Linked DNA regions of Mus musculus: region 1 is linked to region 2. Evidence: chromatin contacts called from public Hi-C data. All regions are on one chromosome and are shown on one strand. Each heading gives the region's core, a stretch centred on a gene start, on an enhancer-like site or on the middle of the called end of the contact. The rest is flanking DNA. Distances are from core to core; before and after follow the strand shown.

What was found. Hi-C and Micro-C count contacts between places; a contact is called where the count stands out from the background.
Region 1: a contact with region 2 is called in a Hi-C map of B cells, with 11 read pairs. The contact joins the enhancer-like site here to the promoter of Nfkb1 in region 2. A contact is called at or near these places in 3 of 39 promoter capture datasets (liver, neutrophils and pre-B cells), 1 of 484 Hi-C or Micro-C datasets (B cells) and 3 of 115 datasets of contacts at active chromatin or transcription factors (microglia, stem cell-derived neural progenitor cells and thymic regulatory T cells).

What each region holds. Positions count from the first base shown.
Region 1 is chr3:136,699,188-136,704,845 of GRCm38.p6, forward strand. All of the region lies in intron 1 of Ppp3ca (protein phosphatase 3, catalytic subunit, alpha isoform), which reads left to right. Among named protein-coding and RNA genes, the nearest start is that of Ppp3ca, 32 kb to the left of the region's middle. Within about 2 kb of position 1,679, at least 42 of the 459 cell types and tissues checked have an H3K27ac peak or open chromatin away from gene starts, as enhancers often do. A contact at or near this core is called in B cells, where this site is marked.
Region 2 is chr3:135,690,208-135,695,561 of GRCm38.p6, forward strand. It overlaps Nfkb1 (nuclear factor of kappa light polypeptide gene enhancer in B cells 1, p105), which reads right to left and starts at 1,340. Exons shown (of 25, transcript NM_008689.2): 1 at 916-1,340.

The DNA.
Region 1 (5,658 bases), core at 429-2,928, 1.0 Mb after region 2:
GACTAGTCAACGTTGCTAAAGGTGTGGTTTCAAGGCATGGAGGTTTTCAGTAATAGGAATGGGTTGAAAGTTAGTGTTAGGTTTTCCATTTGTGTGTGTGTGCGTGTGCGTGTGTATGTGTGTGTGGCTCAAGTGAAAATATCAAGTGAGTTGGGCGTGGTGGCACACGCCTTTAATTCTAGTACTATGGGAGGCAGAGGCAGGCGGATTAATGAGTTCGAGGCCAGCCTGGTCTACAAAGTGAGTTCCAGGATAGCCAGGGCTACACAGAGAAACCCTGTCTCGAAAAAAAAACAAACAAACAAACAAACAAAAAAACAAAAAAAAGAAAGAAAGGAAGGAAGAAAGAAAGAAAGAAAGAAAGAAAGAAAGAAAGAAAGAAAGAAAGAGAAAAATCAAGTGAAAGTGTTTATATTCTCTGGAGTCTGTGGCTGCCTGTGCAGGTCAGAGGATACCCTAAGGTGTCATGCTTCAGGTTTCACACACACACACTCTCTCTCTCTCTCTCTCTCTCTCTCTCTCTCTCTCTCTCTCTCTCTCTCTCTAAGTGAGGGGCTCTTACTGGCCAGAAACCAAGAAGCAGACAAGTCTGCCCAGCAACCCTAGGCCCACCTGTCTCTGCCACCTGTCTCTGCCACCTGTCTCTGCCACCTGTCTCTGCCCACCTGTCTCTGCCACCTGTCTCTGCCCACCTGTCTCTGCCCACCTGTCTCTGCCCACCTGTCTCTGCCCACCTGTCTCTGCCACCTGTCTCTGCCCACCTGTCTCTGCCACCTGTCTCTGCCACCTGTCTCTGCCACCTGTCTCTGCCACCCCCCTCCCCCAGAGCTGTGACTATAGTCACATGCTGTCACACCCCTCCTTCTTGTTTGGGTTCTGGAGTTTTGGGTTCAAGGCAAACACAGTGCTAACTAAGCCTTCTCTCCCGTGCCCTTCTGCTCTTTTGACATATATTTTTAGATGTGTGTCATTAAGTCATTTTCAATAATGCATGATGAGAGGTGTTGCAACGCCACTGTACTTTATAGGACAGCCAACAGCATGGATTATTGTGAAAATTAAATTGTTTGGTAACTTGTCTGGTAATATGTACTTAATTAAAATGTGATAAATAAGAAATCCCCTTTAAGATCTTATTCTTGAAAATCAACATGTGTTGAAATGTCAACGCTAATCTCTGCCAAAATTAGTGTTGAAGATCACAGACTCTGGCAAATGTCTGATTACCTTCACTTTCTGGATTGCGTCACAGTTTTGCATATAGAATCGAGGATGCATTCTTGGGCATTTAATACATCTAAAAGTACAGATATGTTCTGCTTTCTCTCCCAGTGAATCCAGGTCTCTAACTAGTGTTTCTCTGGCACCCTCACCCTAGTGTCCCACCCAGATGCAGTGTTCACAGAAGACAATGGTTGGGACCAGGCTCTGCCCTCATTCTCACACACTCGTTTGTCAGCTGGGTTGGTATCGTGTTATCTGACCCTCTTTTCTCATTAGAGCCACTCACAAGATGTTTGCTAATGTCTTAACGCACCCAGGCAACGCGGAGGACTTCTGATTTTGCTCCTAACAGATTAGCATTTTGCTAATAATAGATCGTTCTTCTAGAGGTGTTTACTTAGTGGCTTCTGCGGAGGAAGCTGTGTAGTCCGCTCACGTGAGACTGAGAGGGTTGATGGCCACCACCACAGAGCAGGAAATAGAAAGTGGAACACGGAGGAGCAGAAAGAATTCTGGGATAGAGCCAGGCACCTGAAGATGTAAGGAGACAAATGCATGGTACCTGAGCACAGGTAGTCAGCCATGTGGCAGGATGTAGATTAGAATAAATGGGTTATTTTAAGTTGTGATATAGTCAGAGAAGAACCTAGCTATCTGGCCAAGGTACTGGTAAATCTATCTTGAGTCTGAGTCTTATTTCTGGGAGCATGGGGCTGGGAGGAGAGCCAGATGTACCTTCTACACTTTGTCATCAAAGGCTTCTCAGGACCGCAACCAGCTGTGTATTTTTGGACTCCATTTTGGGTGATGCTTGTGTATTCCTTGGATCTCTTATGGTCACATGGTTCCCATGCCAAAGATGCTGCATCTCCTGTATCCAGGTTCAGGCATCTGTGGTGCATCCGCAGGGCTGGGATGGCTTAAGATCTCTCATTTCCTGCCGCGACTCTTGTCTAACCCATCATCCTATGATGACCATTTGTCTCCTATAGCCCTGAAGTCAGGTAGTTTCTTTTTAAAATTAGTAGTTGAGTCTCATTCAGATGTTTTAAACATAGGATGACCTTCATTTTTTATTAATTATTTTATTTATTTACATTTTAAGTGTTGTTCCTCTTCCGGACCCCCTCTCCGTGAGCACGTCCCCCTCCCTCTTCCCTCCTCCCCTTTGCCTCTAAGAGGGTGTTTCCACTCCCACCTCACCCCTCTAGTATCCCCTTCTCTGGGGCATCAAGCCTCCACAGGACCAAAAGCATCCCCTCCCACCGAGGCCAGACAAAGCAGTCCTCTGCTACATATGTAGTGGGAGTCATGGACCTTGTTTGGTGGTTTAGTTCCTGGGAACTCTGACGGGTCTGGTTAGTTGGTACTGTTGTTCTTCCTATGGGATGGCAATCCCCTTCAGCTCTTTCAATTCTTCTCTTCAATTCTTCCCATAGGGGTCCCTGGGTTCAGTCCAATGGCTGGCTTTAAGTATCTGCATCTGTCTCAGTCAGGTCCTGGTAGAATTGAGTGTAGACAGCTCTAAGGAGACTTTCTGTGTGTTATCAAGCCCATCTGCAGTGGAAAGGGAACCCTGGAAGTCCACATGGCCTAGCTGGCTCGGATGAGGTAGGAGTGTACTCAGAACCTAAGTTTCACCATCAGCACAAACGTCCTGAAGCAGGGGCATTCCATGGTTGCGGTTGCCTTGGAATGGAGACATGTAGCGTGAACTGGGGACCAGACACCTCATAAATGGCTCTGTGACTGCAGGTGGCTTCCATTCCTAGAATGATTAAATACTTCTTTAAATGGCTAAGGTTAAGCTCTGAAGCAGATAAGCATCCTTATAAAGACCAAGGGAGACCATAACATTCTACTTAGTGTCCTTTCACATAGGAACACTCAACAAAACTGGCTTCTCTTCCTCAGGGACACAGAAGAGAAAGCTTATGTCTGTGTTGGGAACATGCTAGAAGCACAAAGCAGAGGATGTGACACTGTGGTCTCAGAAGTTACAAAAAAACATAACATGTTCTGTTGGAATTATACCTGTACGTGGGCTATAAGGAAGATAGGAATTCATGAAGTGATAAGGTATTTATTTTATTGCTGTGACTAATTAAGATAATAGTTTTCACTGTTCCATTTGTTAAAATCTTAAGATGTTGAATTTCAAATAATCTGCTGATATTTAAATTTTATCTTGTCAAGAATATCTGATTTTTTCTATAAGATTATGAGTAAAAAAAAGTCTGCTTTCACTACACCAAATTTTTCATTAGTTATTCCAAGCAGGTTTGTTTGTTTGTTTTTGTTTTTGTTTTTGTTTTTGTTTTTTGGGGGGTTTTTTTGGTTTTTTTTTTTTTTTGGCAGCACGTAAGTTTATTCTCAAATCAAACAAATTATTATTTTTAAGTGGAATTTATATGGCCTATTTCATTCTTCAGAGAAAAGTCCTTTTCTGCAATGACTATTAAAATTTGTGTGAATCAAATTAATATTAAAATAGGGCATATTAATTATTACTGACTACTGAGAAATCATGTTTAGAGCTTAAGCTTTGTTTTTATTTTTGATGCATTGTGTTAATGATTAAGGATTAAAAAAATCTTGGCAGTGGGCAGTAGACTTCTATGTAGAAAAACAGGAAGTTAATCATGGGACACTTTTCTTCTTACTGCTGTAAACACAACAGTGAGGACTGCCACAGTTAACACTACATCCTATGTCTCCCTTCATCTGAAGTAGGTGTTAGGTAACATGCCAAGTGAGTTTTCCTAACTGTTCGTAGTCAAAGAATCTTTGTATACTGACCCTTTTGTATGGAATGTTGTAGCATTAGGCGTAAATGAGTACCATGATCTTTTTTATTTATTTAAAAATAGGCTTTACATATATTATTTCTATGTCAATATGTCTTTGTCTTTGTCTCTCCCTCTCTCCCTCTCTCTCTCCCTCTCTCTCTCCCTCCCTCCCTCTCTCTCTCTCTCTCTCTCTCTCTCTCTCTCTCTCTGTTTGTGTGTGTGTGTGTGTTTATACACCCAGGATTCAGTTACACATTAGAGGACCTGATCCCTCAGTTGTTATGGTCAGTAAACAACCTTAGGTAAACTACAAAGAGAAGAGAATCAGCATATCAGAAATCCATATTCTCATTGTTAAAGGGGGAGGGGGGCTTGGCATCTTTAGGAAAGATGTACAACAAGAACCATTCCAAATGTCCTGGCAGACTGCATTCGTAAATGCTTTAGCTTCTGTGTTGCCAGGCAGGGCCATTGCTGTTGTTCTTGTTATTATTATTATTATTATTATTTTGTAACTACTGCTTGAGTTGACCATATTTTGAAATATTTTCTCCAAACTCCAGAACAACCTGGGTCTGTAGGACGGACTGAGGTGCCTCCCCATTGGTTCTTTGTGCTTCAGGTGTTTATATGAAATATACATCACAGCACAACTGTTTCAGAAGCCTGCTGGCCCCCATTGTGGAAGGATTGTGTTGCTTGTATTCTATTATTTATGGGTGATTGTCAAGTTGGAAGAATTGCCATTTCATAACAGCCCCAGGAATAAAAGCCCCCTTTCAGCTACAGCCACAGGAAGGCCCAGGGTTCCACCAAGAGCAACTTTGTTTTCGCTCCTTCTGTTTGAATAAATCATGGCTAGGGAAGGCCTTGTTCTTGAGTCTGGAAGGTGAGTGAGAGTAAATCAGCTGATATTGGGTGAACTCCTTCTAGAAGACTCAGGCTTCCTTTTTCTGGTTAATTTCCCCAAGGTGAAAATTGTAATCTCAAGAGTATCTGTGTGTAAGTTAACCTTTCAGAAGGCTAACTTTCCTAGAATAATGAAGCTTTTTATAATTGCAGGTTAACTTTGGCTAACTTTATAAATCACAATAATTTTGAATTAGTACATAGGAAGGGATTTATGAACATTGTGTAACGTAGCATTGGGAGGAAACTAGAGCCCAGCATGCTATAGGCACTGCCGGTGCATTACGCAAATATGCTCCTGTTGCTCAACAATTTGTTGTTGTTGTTGTTGTTGTTGTTATTGTTTTTCCTGGTCTTAAAAATCGGGGACTCTTTTGTCACAGTTATCTTGGAAGAAAATCATTTTTAAAAATTCCCTAGGCTGGAGACATTGCAATGAAAAAAGTATAGATGATCTTGATAAATTACTTCTAATGTCCCATTGCAGGCCAGACTTTCGGTTTATGGATCTTAATAGTAGCACACCCCGGAGTCCCTGGAACACAGACGTGAGTCATTCGAGATGTATTGTTAAAGTGTTTCGGGACACACCCAGCAGATGAAAAGGCTCAGAACGCTAAGATACAATTCGGAAATTCTCCCTTGATTACTCAGGAACTATTGTGCTTTCTTTATCGTTAATTATTTTTAGATAACAGAGTCAATAGATGTCCAGGGAGGAAGGATTCTTATGAAA
Region 2 (5,354 bases), core at 90-2,589:
AAGCTGCAGTGTTGGCCTTTACTTTTAAAAGTTCATTAAAAAAACAAAACAGATTAAATCTAGATGATGAAATCTTTTTATCATTTGTCCCACTTAAGTTTTAGACTCGACCCATAAACAGAGCCAAGATTGGTGTCTGTCTCAGAAGACCGAAGGAAGCCTACATGTAGCAGAGGCGTCATGTTTGTATCGTTTTCTGTTTTGGAGGTCAGGCACAAAACATGGTGCCATTATCCTAGAGTTTCCCCGTAATCAAAAGTCTGAAAGGTGCTATTAGTAGGTAATTTCTCTCTCAAATGCCAGCCCTGGAGAATCGGTGTGAGGCCCTCCTTATTATTTTGAAAATCAAAGTTGAGATTTGGCAGCTGAATGCATGATATGTGTGTGTATGGGGAGGGGGGGGTGTCTATCTCAGATTGGTAAGTGGGCCCCAGGTTCTCCCGAGGGACTGATTCTTAGGAGCTGGGAAGGGCTTTGCCAGCCAGGAGGACTGACAGGCACTTCTGCTTTCATTTCACTGACCGCCCTTTGGTGAAATCTGGCTGTGCACTGCACCAAGCACCTTTCTATCTGTCCTAGGCCGGTGGCGGACCTCAGCCTGGCCGCCACCACCCCACCCCAACCCCGCCGCAGGGGCTTGGGTACATCTTTCTAAAACTTTGCAAGAGTTCCTCTCCGCTTCCCGTTCCCGCCCGCGGAGACGCCGAGGGCCCCGCCAGCCGGCCCGCAAGGCCTCGGGGCCGCCCAGTGCGGATGTGCCCTTTCCCCGCAGCCGGGGCCGCTCGATCCGCGACTCCTGCTTGGGGCTCTCCCCTAGTCCCCCCCCGAACCCCGGGAGCTTCGAGCCAGTGGGACCCGCTGCACCGTGGTGCGGAGAGCTGGCGGCTCCGTTCCTCTACCTGCCCCGGGGCTTACCCTGGAGATGCGGCGCGGCCTCTCCTCGCCTGCGGGCTCCCGCTGCGGAGCGGCGCGGACCGGCGGGAGCCCGAGCCGGGTCGGGGCGCGGGCGGGCGGGCGGGCGGCTCAGCGGCGCGCCATGGCTGCGGCGCGGGCGGAGAAGCGCGGGGCGGGCCGGGCGCGGCGGGGCCCTGAGCTCCGGCCTGCGCTGCTAGAGCCGGCCCGCGAGCAGGCCGAGGGCGGCGGCGGCGGCGGCGGCGGCGGCAGGCCGGGGGCGCGCAGGGCACGGGAAGCCGTCAGCGCGCAGCCGGGCTGCTCGGGTGGCGAAACCTCCTCTTCCTGCCCGGCTCGCCTCGGTACTTCTCTCTCGTCCTCTCTCGCTCACTCTCTCACTTCCTGGCTGGAAATTCCCACTGACGTCGAGAGAGAGCAGACAGACGGACGGACCCACGCGCGCGCGCACAGCGGGGGCGGGAGGTGGGGTCGCCTCCGGGGGTGGGGGAAGCCCGCGCGCCCCGACCCGGCGCCCCGAACCCCAAGCCCCGCGGCGGCCGCGACGCCCCCGGGAGGCGCCCGCAGCCCAAGGGCAGGCCCGGACAGCTGGAGGCCACGGGAGACCGGCCTGGTCCCCACGCGCTGGGCACAAAAGTCAATCTCATCTGCTTGTTCCCTCCTCTGGGGGTCTCGGCTACACTCAGATCGCTCCATAGAGCGGACAGGAATTTCGAGATCGTAGCTGAGGTTCTCTCCAGAGAACCATGAATTTATATTGGGTCTGGATGAAGTCTTCAATCCGCTCGATTATTTCAGCCACAGCGCATTGTCCGGCCTGTGTGATCATCGCTGTGGATGGAATTAGAGCGACAGTGAGACCCGCAGTGTTGGTTCACAGCTCATAAATCCTTATCCGGCTCAAGGGAGGTTATTTTTCTGGAGAGGCCTCCCACTGATGACCGTTTGCGAGCATTTGAGCGTCTTTATTCTTTGGGCAAAGTGCCTCCATGGGCCAGGAATGACAGCCTGGGGCTAGGTAGCTCCCAAGTGAGTTTTGACTTAAACCTATTTTAGAGTTCGGGGGTCTCACTACTGAGTTCAAGTGGAAATACAACTTTGAAAGGCCAGGGATCAATCAGGTAGTGAGCATGCAGTTTTATTTTGGTACTTAACCCTCCGCTCAGCGTTCCACTTATGAAGTTATAAAAAACCCTCTCAGTGGGATGTTGTTGAGGGAAACACAGGTGCCCCCCCCCACACTGTATATTAGAGAGTCTTTAAGTGACCTTAAAGAGCCCTGTAATCAACCTTAAAGCTATATCATTAAATTGTAGAGACCGTTTTGCCATCTAGAGTTCAGAGGCTTCCTATAGATGGAAGACAACGATGGTTGTTATTATTTATGGGACATTAGAAATTGTAACCTACGGGCCTGGGAAATGACTCAACAGAGTGGTCGTTGGGATCTTTAGCATTCCTGCAGGTGGGGGTATCTGTAACCTCAGCGGACAGTTGGACCTGGAACTCATTGGATAACTAACAAAGCCAAGCGCTGAGTGACAGAAAGTGACAAACACAGACCTCTGTGAGAGAGAGTGGGGGTGGGGGGGACAGAGGGAGGGGGAGGGGGAGAGGGCAAGAACTGTGTCCTTGTTACTATTTAGCACATTGCTATATAGTATATAAAATGATTCTTTTCCCTGATGATATAAATACAAAGCCTGAAAGCTCTGGTGAAACAACAAAGTATAAAGTGTTTGTCTTTCCTCTGAGGACTAGGTGGGATGGGGAAAACTCTACAGTCTGCAAGGTGGGGCAGTCCCATTGTCAAAGGCACATAAATAAGACTGTTACAAAGGTAGAGGCAATGGGATATACTACTAGAACACAAGTTGAAGACTGTTCATCAGCAAGAAGTATCTAGTTAAACTTCAAGCTCCAAATGATCCCATGGGATATACCTAAAACAGAAGCCTGTGTGGGAAGCAGGTAGACTAGGCTCCTATGTCTGTGGCAACAGAAACCAATGTCAGGGATTTGTTCCTTCACAGTCCTTGCTGCAAGAGGTCTGACATTCAGATGTGGTTGCCAAGGCCACACTCCACAGAAATCCTTTGCCTGGCCCCTGCCTCTGGTGGCTGCGGCAATGCCTGCCCTCTTAGGCTTGGCTGCAGCATTTCAGTCGTGCTTCATTATCGTGTCAACCCCTTCCCTGTGCTTCCTCTCATCTGGATCCAAAGAGACCTGCCTTTCTTTTATTTAAAAGATTTATTTTAAATTCTCTCTCTCACTCTGTGTGTGTGTGTGTGTGTGTGTGTGTGTGTGTGTGTGTGTGTGTGTGTCTGAGTGTTACAGGTGCCTGTGCTACACAGGCACCTGTGTCTAAGCGTTGCAGGTACCTGTGTAGCACAGATCTCTGTGTGGCGCAGTTGTCTGTGTGGCACAGGTGTCTGTGTGGTAAAGGTGTCTGTGTGGCGCAGGTGTCTGTGTGGTAAAGGTGTCTGTGTGGCACAGGTGTCTGTGTGGCACAGGTGTCTGTGTGGCACAGGTGTCTGTGTGGTGAAGGTGTCTGTATGGTGCAGGTGTCTGTGTGGCACAGGTATCTGTATGGTGAAGATGTCTGTGTGGTGCAGGTGTCTGTGTGGTGCAGGTGTCTATGTGGCGCAGGTGTCTATGTGGCACAGGTTTCTATGTGGCACAGGTTTCTATGTGGCACAGGTGTCTGTGTGGCACAGGTGTCTATGTGGCACAGGTTTCTATGTGGCACAGGTGTCTGTGTGGCACAGGTGTCTGTGTGGCACAGGTGTCTATGTGGCACAGGTGTCTGTGTGGCACAGGTATCTGTGTGATCCAGACAAATCATCAGCTCACCTGGAGCTAGCATTGCAGGTGGGTGTGAGACACCCAGCATGGGTGCTGGTAACCCAGTGTGAGTCCTCAAGCAAAAGTAATAGGTCTTCTTACCTTCTGAGCCATCCCAGCCCATACTCTTGTCTCTTGTTAAGAAACTAGCCATTCTGACCACCTCTTAGCTCAGGGAGGTCTGCAAAGGCTCATTTCTGAATGCAATAGTGTCCATAGGCATCATTGGTTAGAACATGAGGGCTGCAGTCCACTGCCATGGAACAACCAAACCAGTTACATCCTTCTGGTACCCCTGCTTTAATATTCAAAAGTTTTCTGTTTTCAACCCCTGCTTTCAGGGGGGTATTTCTAAGAATTTCATCCACTCTAAGGTGTCAAATAGTATTTGTCATAATCAGGCAACAAAGAAAACATGCTTATACGTGGAAATTCCATCACCAATACTGTGAAGGCAGATTGAACTTGTTGCTAAAGTATGTGAAATCAGACGCACTTCCCTTATCATGAAACTCCGCATTGGTAACAGTGTGGAGAGTGAGATCAGAGGTTGAAATCCATATAGTGCATAAATGGGAAGAAGTTATACAGTTTGAAGAGGAGTCACAAACTAGACCGTACTCTGAGCACTGAAAGCGCTAAAACGCATGCTGAAAAGGAGACAGGAGTGTTCTATTTTATTCCTAGAAAGAATACAACTTGGTTTTGACCATCCTGCTGCCTCCTTTTGCTTAGAATGAATCACTGCTCTTAGCCATAAAAGCCAAGGCTAAACAGAAGGACTTCACTTGACTTGAAATCCGTCTTGAATCTGGAGCCCCCAGCTTGCCTTGAATTATGTCTGTAATTTGTCAAGTAGTACCCGAGTCTCAGTTTTTTCACCTATACAGTAATCATAAATTATAGCCCAAGAACTATTTAGAATGCTTTACATTATATACAGTTCAATATATAAAGTGAATTATATACATATGTATTACACACACACACACACACACACACACACACACACACACTCACCATAAGTACCCTAACCCATAGTTTAATAAACTACAGGAAGTTAGAGAATGGAACATATGTTTACAAGTATAAACATTTGTTTTGGGAACTTAAAATTAAAATAAATTAATTTCCTTATAGTCTCAGGGGCTATAAATTCTTGCACTGTTGACCACTACAACATGGAATCATTGTGAGTATATTATTCTATATTGTCACAGTATTTTATTTCTCCTCCTTAACAATGCTAGCCATATTCTGTGTTGCAATTAGCACTAAACAGATCTTATTGAGTAAGCTCTCAATTAGTCCCCCAAAGAGAAAGAAGCTAAAATTTTACTGTTAACATAATGCTTGGAAGAGTGATCCCTTGTCTAATAGCCAGACAAAGGTGATTTGTATTAGATATTATCACTAAAAGTGACCCCAACAAAAGAGAACAAGAATATCTTTGTGATCCAGAAAAATCCAAAATAGTCTTCCCTTGCTGATGAAGAGACCCTGAAATGGAGACACCAAGTACATTCTAGAGAAAATCATCACGTCCTGGACAGTTTAAATGAATTACACACTACTGTCACTGTCCTCTACGAGGTCACAAA